2 separate regions of the Cyprinus carpio genome follow, and region 1 is linked to region 2. A link is a contact called in public Hi-C data. All regions are on one chromosome and are shown on one strand. The core of a region is the stretch at or near the end of the contact, and the rest is flanking DNA. Distances in the headings are between cores, read along the strand shown. Region 1 has its middle 19 kb from the start of LOC122148779. Region 2 holds the start of LOC109069065 (MAP7 domain-containing protein 1-like).

Evidence for each region. A called contact is a pair of places that touch in the nucleus more often than the background predicts.
Region 1: a Hi-C map of skeletal muscle shows a contact between it and region 2, with 2.8 times the contacts expected there. The contact joins the enhancer-like site here to the promoter of LOC109069065 in region 2. A contact is called at or near these places in 6 of 8 Hi-C or Micro-C datasets (liver and skeletal muscle).

The regions. Positions count from the first base shown.
Region 1 is chrA19:9,586,968-9,591,978 of ASM1834038v1, reverse strand. No RefSeq gene overlaps it. Among protein-coding and RNA genes, the nearest start is that of LOC122148779, 19 kb to the left of the region's middle. Within about 2 kb of position 3,603, at least 7 of the 8 cell types and tissues checked have an H3K27ac peak or open chromatin away from gene starts, as enhancers often do. A contact at or near this core is called in liver and skeletal muscle, where this site is marked.
Region 2 is chrA19:9,543,790-9,549,128 of ASM1834038v1, reverse strand. LOC109069065 (MAP7 domain-containing protein 1-like) reads right to left here and starts at 2,503. Exons shown (of 17, transcript XM_042776272.1): 1 at 2,148-2,503. The coding sequence starts at 2,214.

The sequences.
Region 1 (5,011 bases), core at 2,354-4,853, 42 kb before region 2:
AAATATTTTTTTTTTTTTTTTGTAATTATATTTGTGCGAACAAAAGCACAAATAAATGCAGCAGAATAAAGAGAGCTATGAAACTAAGTTTTTCAGGTTAAGTAACTTTTTATTCAGGGAAGAAATACTACAGAAATTAAAGTAATCAAATGTATATTTTTTATCAAAAGTCATTTCTGTAGTCTTCATTGTAAAAATTAAATACAAATTAATGCTTATCATTAAAGTTAAAAAACATATTCAGTCAAGAACAGAAAGTGATTTTCTTTGTCTTTTCAGGGCTCCAGACTAAGATTTGAGAGCAGATGTTCTACAGATGGTGGCGCTAGGAGCAAATTTGGTAGCACTGAGGGTGGTGTGCAGGAGTATTAATATATATCATTTAATCATAAAATTACTATTGTTTTGCATTAATAAGTGCAGTTACTAATGATATTTCATGTTAATTTCTTGTTTATTGTTCTTTTGTTAGTTGTTTATACAGATTTGACAGTAAAGCACTAAGCTTGAGTTAAGATGCATACAAAATTTACTTTTATTAACAACAGTAGCAGGTGCAAAATCTACTTTTTATATACAGAAAATGTATATATTCCACTCTTATTAAATTTACTATTATTTTTCTAGCATATGGCACTGACAAACTTCAGTGATTGTGTGTGATTTAGTAGCAAATTGAAGAAAAGTTTGTGACTTATTACTTCATACACACAAAAAAAAAAGTGTAAAATTCTGACAAAATCTGATTTTTTATAATAGTGATTTTATCATTTCAAGACATAGAGAAAAAGTAGAAATGAATGACTTATAAGCCAATAAGTGCTCCTCTGCTGCGGTCTATTGGTTATAATTGTGATTTGATGTATTTTACAATTTTACATAAGTGTCTGTTTACTACAAAGTATATTTTGTTCATCCCATTAAAAATAACATTCAAACTGGATCATTTTAGAGCTTTAAAGTGCTGGAAGCAGTTGTGTGAAATGCTTGAAAGTTATTGAAAAGTGCTTGAATTTCTCTCGCAAAAGGTTGTACAAACCCTGAAATGAATGATGTAATACATTCGACTATTTCTACCACAACACCATAGTTACAGTTACCGCTTCTGGTTTCCTGATTTATGTCAGCACTGTTTACATCAGATTTCTGTGCAGAATTTGAATGATTCTCACTAGATCTCGCTGCAACCTTATCACTGTTCGGCGAATTCAAACTCTTCTCATTGGATCTCGCAGCACTGACGTGTGAGAGAGACAAGTGGTCTTCGGAGAGAAGAAAGCGAGAATGCACAGCTGACGTGACGTTATTGCATGTGCCGCTGGTAACAAAACATCGGCTCCAAATCGGAAAGAAGTGAGATTGATCGGCCGGTCACCGATCATGAGGAAAATCATCCGATTCCGATCCCTGGCCGATCGATCGGTACATCCCTAGGTGAAACAGTTTCAGATTCTTAACCCCTTAACTGTCACCGTCCCACCTGTGGGACGCTTGGCGCACTTTTTTTGTTGTCCTTTTTCTCTATGAAATCTTTTAGTAATCATCATAAATTATATATCATTTGAAAGCTTAGAAGCCATTTTGAAATTGGACATAGTGTTACCATGGAAATGGTACTTTAAAATCTTAAGGCGGTCTCCTCCCCCTTAGTGGGCAGTGTCAAGTGTCATATTACAAAATGCATTACGTCTTTTAGAATCAAAACTTTTTATAATTTTGGCAACAAACATATCATTGGAAAGGTCTGAGTCTCAGGATTCCATATTTGGTGGTTATTTTTAGATAGAAGTAAAATTGACAGAAATCTAGAGAAAAATTCATTAAGCAAAATCCAAAGGAGTTTTGATGGCTCCCAGTGGCTGTTTGTGGTATGACGCCTTAAAATCTCACAGGAAGCTCAATTTTTTTCATATCAACTTCAAATTTGGAACATAACTTATTTAGACAGAAGGCTTTAATTTTATACCAATTTTAGAGTAAAACATGTTATGTAAAATATTTATAATAAATAAAATTTTATTTAACATTTTATTTACAGTACATTTAAACTTCTATAACTTTTTGATACTTTTATTTTTTGAAAAAAAAATCCACTTTTGCCTGCTAATTTTCTTCTTTAAAAAAAGAGACCAACCTTAGGTTTATATTCCAAAGTGTTCATAAATTGCAACAATTTAAGTTTGGATAGTGCACTTTAATGCCTATTTTAAAAAAATGGGGGGTGACAGTTAAAGGGTTAAACACGCATAACCATTACACTTCCTTACAATACTGTGCATATTTTAAGTCCTTTACAATAATGGAATGTTGCATTCAGCCACTTTATTTGCAATATATACAACTGACTCTTGTTTCCATTTCTGACCAGTTTCTGAAAATATGAATATATAGCTCAGAATTGCTTACACTGGCTGGTTAACTATTACTCTATGAGATTTTAACAACTCCAGGTCCTGCTTTTCCAGTGTGTTGCATTTATCTAGTAAGATTAGACGCCTATGTTAATTGATATGAAGCATTTTTCAGTGTGGGATAGAGATCAGGGTGCATCATATAGCATGAAAGATTTGTAAACATAATGTCTATGCATCTGGCAGTCAAATCAGGAACAGGAACAACTGCCAAGCAATTTTCACCCAGTCCTTTGGGGTAAGAAACAGTGCAACCCAACCGGTGCAGCTAGTTTCTAATCTATTCAGGAAATACTAGGGTGAAAAATTTGCATTAATCAAATCATCAGTACAGAGGACACTCACTGGCTGTGTCTCAATATAAACAGCATTTCAGACTCCGTCGATAATACATGAGAAGTTTAATAGCCAATTTACTAGGTTTTGAGACAATTTGAGACGCATAAAATGCTGTCTAGGTAGGCAGCAAACCTGCCTACAGGTTCAAACAGCTGACTAGGTATTGTTTTGCTTCACTTCTTTCATGGTAAGGGTGGAAATAAAAAATGAGTTCAGTACAATAGTCGCATTACTATTGTATCTACATTCAGGATCGTTTTAAAGTTACCACTAACGATATTATAAATATCATTAATCCACCTCAATGAGTTCAGAATACATACAAATCTGGCTGAGTAATTATATCAACAAAAAAAGTAAAACGACAAATTAATTATTATGCTGCCAAAATACACAATGTTATCAAAAATCCAGATAAATTGCTGCTGTTAGCCACTATGCTAACACTAGCCTCATTAGCTCATTTGAAACGGCTTGAAACGCACAGAAGCGGACACAACGACATCAAAATAACACGAAAGAACATTTCTGGGAGAAAACCCAACAGAAAACAACATTATAGTGTTAAAATGTGTAAAAATAAATAAAAATAGACTCACCTGAGGAGCTAGTCAGATGTGATTAGCACGAGCGCACTGAGACGCTGCGCGCACGCGACGGTAGAATAGCGTGTATTAAACGCCAAACGCTGATCGATATACGTCTGATTTTAATTATACTGATCTATTTCGCCCATATAACTTGTATGAGTTCAGTTATGTAAGATTTCTGAGTAATGAAACCGAGAAGTGGCCATCTGGGGGCCTCAGGAAACGCAAGATGATTCCGAAGTAACGTAGTTCAGAGCCAGAGCTTCCTGATCAACACATGCGCGCGCACGCAGAGCGTTACACACGCCCCTCCCTGCTATTCTTCTTCTTCTTGTTTTCTTTTTCTCTTGAATTTAAATGAATCAAAACTATGAATGTTTACTTCAAACTTGAAAAAGGCCTGATATATACACTAAACCCATTCCTCAGTCCCTTTAGAAATACTTACATTTGAATATAAACAAATTTTTCTCTCCCCCCCTTTCATTAATTTTCAACAATGAGCTGAATTCTAATACAGTATAAGGCCATTTTTATTTCTAAGCTCTGCTGCAGCATCTACACATGGTAAAACAGCCGCAGCGCCTCCATTTCAAGCACCTGTTGAAAGCGTCTCAGAGTGACAGCTGTGATCACAGGCCTCGGGGCCAGTTCAGAGAAATCTGTCCAACACCAGACACTATTTCTCACAGAGAGGAAACACTACAGAGAGTCAGCCCGCATAAGCCAATCTCTCCCAGACATGTCTGCAAAAATACTACCGTTACAGATGCTTGCCAGGAACTACTGGCCTTTTCTCAGTATAGTCTTGGTGCACATGGTGTTACATTATAAGCCACTGACAATGATTTCTAATAAAAATAATCTTATTAAAAGACAGAGATAAGCATTGTTCTCTGGGTGGTATTAAGAGTGCTTGCAGCTGCTATCGCAAAAATAGTCATCTGCAACAGGGCCAGAGAAAGATTCTGGTGCAGATCTGCAATCTGTACGTCAAATCATCAATCATATCTTTTAAATAAATAATTACTACACATCCACACATACACATATCTATCTATATATCTTTATTGATCTATATCTAACTATACTGTATATATAAACACAGACACACCCACACATAAGCACAAACATCAAAACCAAATCATACAAATGTTTAAAAATTCTGTAATATTATCAGCATGTATCATATTTGAATTGGCACGATCGAAACTGAATGAAAGCACGGCACGACTCTTGCAATCCTGTCTGTCACATTGGCAAATGGTTTGCATTCTTAGTTTAATGTAAACATTGAGAGTTTAATGCTAGCTTAATTCATGTCCAGTAAAGTCTTTATTGCTGATGTAGATTAAAATAGATGAAAAGTTATCTGCCTGGATACACATACATAAACACATGCAAATCACTGAGCTGGAGAAAGAAAGAAAAGTAGCTTTTCAGCTTGAAAAGTAAATATCTATATGTGCACCACGACTGAATTTAGAGTGAGCTCATGCTATGGGTTATTTTCAATAGATTAACAATGTAACCTACATTCAGTGGAAACTATTTGTGCTGTTTCACTTCACGCTCTGCTCAGTAGCTCTAGATACAATATCTTTCAAAGCCTTATTTCTCTTTTCTGGTGTTTGTTTTGCATGCATATGGTCTTGATACAGATGAAAGTGG
Region 2 (5,339 bases), core at 1,254-3,753:
GGTCCTGCCCCCCAAACACTCACTACAAAGCAATCAATGTTGCTGTACAGAGGATTCTCTGCCTGTCTCTCTCTCTGGCTCTCTGAGCCTCAGGCTACAGGACAAGGCATCCATCAGAGCTAATAATAATGACACACTGGTGTCTATGACTCAAATGGCCCAAGGTGTGAGCCATTCAGCTGCCACTGATCTGAGATCAGCTTCACATTCACAGGATATGAATAAATGACACAAGAAAAAAAATTGAGGGGGGGGTCTTTTAAGATGGCAGTAAACACAAGAAGTGTTCATTACACAAGGTTTCAGTCATCATTCAAAATAGTAAAAAGCTTGGACAGGAGGATAATAAGAGGCAGTTAGATGCTCATGGAAGAGATGAGTTTTCAGTTGGACATGTTGGACGTCCAGCCAGAAGAGCATTGCAATAGTCCAACCTAGAAATGACAAGGGCCTGGACGAGAAGCTGTGTTGCATGCTCTGTTAAGAAGGGTCTGATTTTCCTGATGTTGTGTAGTGCAAACCTGCATGACTGTGCTGTTTTTGCAATGTGATCTTTAAAGGTCAGCTGGTCATCAAGGATCATCATGGTTGCTAAGGTGTTCTGGGGGTTTGCTAGGCTGTAGTTTACTGGCCCGGCACAAAAGAGTTGAGAACGAGATCTGTCTTTAACACAGTCATCTCATAGGAATGCGATTACATGTTTCCTCCTCTTTTGGCGCATTTTTACAGTTTAGGGCTGCACAAGTACACATGTGGTATGACAGTTCAAAACTACCTGATTTAAAACTACAGATACCAAGAGACAGGAATGTGCACAAACTAAGAGGCAATGACTGTTTCCTTAGCATAACTGACATTTCTATACCTGCAACTGCATCTGGAGGCAGCATTTGACCTTGCCGTTAAAGGTAATTTATTAGAGAACTCTAGTAAAACCTATGGGGTTGCATCCGACTTCAGAAGACACTTTCATTCAAAGCAGCTTACAATGCATTATAACTAGCCTGAGGTTAAATGCCTTGCTCAAGGACACAATAGCTGTTGATCATGAATTATGCCTTATGGGATTTGAATCTGCAACCTACAGAATCCTTTTCAAATATGATCCCATGCAAAATTAATAAACCAACATCAAATTTGCACTACAACGGCAGCACAAAAGCATTTCTGAAGTGGCATTTAGGGGTTTGTTTAATGTTGCTCAGAGGTAGCATAAATGCATTTATGCAGCAATTGCACTTTTTGATACTGTTGAGGCGGGTCAGAACAGGTATAATTTAGCCTGGGTTTTATGTGGCATTGCGAATTTACACAGAAATTACTCCAAAGCTATGCAAGCTGGCAATCAGTATCTTTGTCCTATTAATAAAAGATAGCCTAGGCCTATATATTATAAAATATATGACAAGATAATCAATATATAATAATACATTTTTACTACATTGGCAAACTGCTTACCTTTTAGCATCACAAGTAAATTAATCTTGTTTTAAGGATGTTTAATGTTTTTTTTGTTTTTGTTTTTTACTGTCAAACAATATCAAAATACTGATTAAGAATTTTTTAAAAAAAAATTTTGTAGTTTCCAATTGCAGGATCACATTGAGTTCTGTATCATAACAAGGTAACAGGAGGATTAATCATGATGCAACAACGAAAAACCTGTGGGCTTTCATTTGGTGCTGAATTATGAGTGTTATACATGTAGCGGATAATTAGACATGAGCAGGGCTGGTTTTCGCACACCGGTACTGCACTCAAATCCATGAAACCTCTTAATAGATAAACTCACTGATGCTTTTCTCGTGGAAATATAGTAATGATCAAGCAATAACAGCGAATATAATATCCGAATCATCAAAGAGTGCTGACATTAAACGCCACTGAATTTTGCTCACTGAAATGCGAAAAGCCATTATCCAGGTCAAACACATATGGGCCGCTATTTTGTCATTTTCTTAATGACAGGCGGCACAGAAACCTATAATAATAGGTACATACAAAATATAAACACTATGACATGACGGAAAATATGCGCACATATAGCCTACTCTGGTAATATATTCTGCGTCCTTTGACCACCCATGCGTTTATTCAGGGTTTCATGGACATTTTGTACGTATTTGTTTTATTTCAGTTGTACTTACCTTTGTCTGACAGCGTCAGTTTTTCTTCAAAGCTGCTCTCTAGAGCCTTGTTCTCCATTTTGTTCATGGTTTTCAGTCAGTCATTCCATTACAGGCTCCAGAAGAGACGAGTGAAAAAAGAGGAACTCCAAGTTATGAACACACCCGAATGGAGTGGCCCTTTAAATCTGGTCAATAACAAACAGTTGAGCTCAATTAAAAGAGCAATACGATCGATTGTAGATTAAATTCGCTATTCCCACTCAAACGTGTGATCTCAGCTGTGAAAACTAAAGATAGAAAAAGAGGGGGGCCAGGTCCGGGGCCCTGCCCAACACACAGCAGCCGTTCGCCGAATACAGCGGCTCGATGCGGGACGGTCTCTGCCTATCCACTGGAGCGTACCATTCACCTGCATGGGGGACGCTGACACGCAGTTTGCATATTTGAAAATGTTATTAATGGCTAAATACACTATTTAAAATTTTATATCTCTAATTTACTTTAAATACATTTATGAAAATACTGGCGTCTTCACATGTGCTGTAAAGGAAGAGGTAGAGCTGTAGGTTTTTTGCAGAATGGCTCCCTCTCTCGGTTTCTAAAAGCTGGATCTACGGAATCAGGATGGAGGCACAAGGGTACACACGTCCTTTACTGTGTCCCGCTGCAAAACATATACACACCCAACATTTGGGTCTGCAAACGCAATATATTTATTTCCAGGTAATCAAAAAAAATAAAAAAATAAAATAAAATAAAAAAAAAAAAAAAATAAAAATAAATAAATAAATAAATAAAAATGTTTCGTAAAAATGTTTACTATTTTAATTTAGTATTATGTAGAACATAATTATAATTATTATTGATGTACCCTACTAAAATACCTAAAGCTAAAACTGAAAAAAAATTGACAAAAACGATATACAAAATAACTAATAAAAAATTACAAAAACTCAACCAAATTAACTAACTGAAATAAAAAAATGGAAATGAAAATAGAAAAAAAAAAAAAACTAGAATAACATCCAATGAAAAAATAACACTGATTGCAGACAGTGGTTCAAAAAGTACAGTTCTCCCCATAAAGACAAATAAAATGAACCATGTCCAAGACCTGAATTATAATAATTGATTAAATAACCAAAAACTAAAATACACCACACAAATCTACCATATGTACATCAATTTGACATAGTCACCACTGACAAGCTACTACTAAATATATTGTAGAAACTTAATTTTCTGTAAAGCTGCTTTGTAACTATTTGTATTGTGAAAAGTGCTATACAAATAAACTTGAATTGAACTGAATTAAATACAGCGCAAGTCAAAGACTCTCAGACCCGTATAACTGTGAGCACACCAATCTGAGACTGCTGAAATTGTCAGTATAGTTCGAACTGGATTGGGTCATGTGTAAACTAATGTGAGTCTGGTCTTATTTAATACTTTAACTATAGAGCATTTAAGAGTTGAAATCAGGCCATTCTAGCAGCACGAAGCAAATCAGCCATCTGGAGCCACTGATATAACCCTGCCAACAACAACTAGTGAAGCATACCTACACTGAACCACTTACATTTGTGTGAATAATCTACATTTCCAAAACATACTCTTGCAAATGGTTAAAAAACAAGCAGATTAAAACTGATTAGCTAAAACAGACATAAAAATAACACATGGGTCAAAAAACAGCATGCAATGCAAGTCAGGCGGAAAGTTTCTCAGATTGCTTTCAGTCCCTGCTTGCGGGTATTTGGAGATAAATGTAGATCCAATCAGTCATGAGTTAAACAAGTGGGATCTGTACAGCACAGAAGCCCCGGGATGTGTATCCGGCGTGATGGCGCACTCATTGCGTACCCTGCCCTAATTCATCACGGAGAACGACACAGATGTGATAAAAAGAGGCTTTGTTGCAATGACATAGGTGAGAATGTGGTCACATTGGACCCCCTTAAACTACAAATAAGCCTTAAAACATAAATCAGATTTGTTTATGAGTAGATACTGATGGGTTTTATGTAATCTGTCCAGTGCTTTGTAAAGATCTTACATCAAAAAACTCTTCTAATGTGGCCTGCAAACCAAAAGAGGAGGCAGACAGATAGTGAAGAGGTTATGATTGAAGGTATTTTAACATGCACCATCCATCACTGATAGATCAAGGGCAACTTTGAGGCTTTTTTGAATCCCAATTTGAAGAAGCTCCTTCAAGACGCCTTCACTGCACTTTAGTAAAATGTGTTTCGAATGGGTCTCAGTACGTTTAAATGAATAGAAACACAAAATGGATTGGATATTGCTTTCTCGTTGTGGCTAAGTTACTCTGAGAATTTAATACAAGAACAGAAAATGAGAGACAGCTAACCTTACGATGAAAAAAGGATAGTACACCCAAAAATGCAAATAATACTAAAATACCTAAAACTGGAATAAAAACGAACAAACACTGTATAGATAGATTAACAGATAAAAAAAAAACACAACATTTCAGCAAAATTATTAAAACTTTAACTAAAATTACAATGTAAATGAAAATACAAAATTCAAATTATAAAAAAAACTATACTGTACTATACTATTATAGTATTTATAAATATTTTGAATTAGCTATTATTTTAATATTTTCAGTTTACATTTTTATTTTAATTTTGTTATGCACTTGTCTTTTTTATTAGTTTTAACTTTTTTTTTATTAATTTATATTTTGCTTAATTCATCTTAATTTCAGGATTAGTGTGAGCAATTTTGATGCTTTATTCACTGAACTATATTATATAGATCAGTGACTTTTTTCAGTTAAAAATTTAAGTGGTAAATAAAACAAATATGGTTGGCGTATAAAAAGATTTCTATTTTTTTTAAATTCTAAATTAAGTGTTTTCATTTCTAATTTCTTAACATTACCATTTATAATTATATGTTATTTTTAATAATTGATTTTTAATAGTTTTAACTTTAGTTAATGAATAATTTTCAGTAGTGGCATGTTGGGATACTGATCACACAAAGGAAGAGACTACTTTAATTAAAGGTACTTTTTAGCTTTTTTTTGGACAACCATAGGTCACACTCCACTTTCAATGAGTGCACAACCTATAGGTTAATCATAAGGGTGAGCAGATGATAAGTCAATATTTTCCATTTTGAGGTGAACTGTTCTCTTAAAGAAACCCAATTATGGCTGATTTCTTCTCACATGAGATG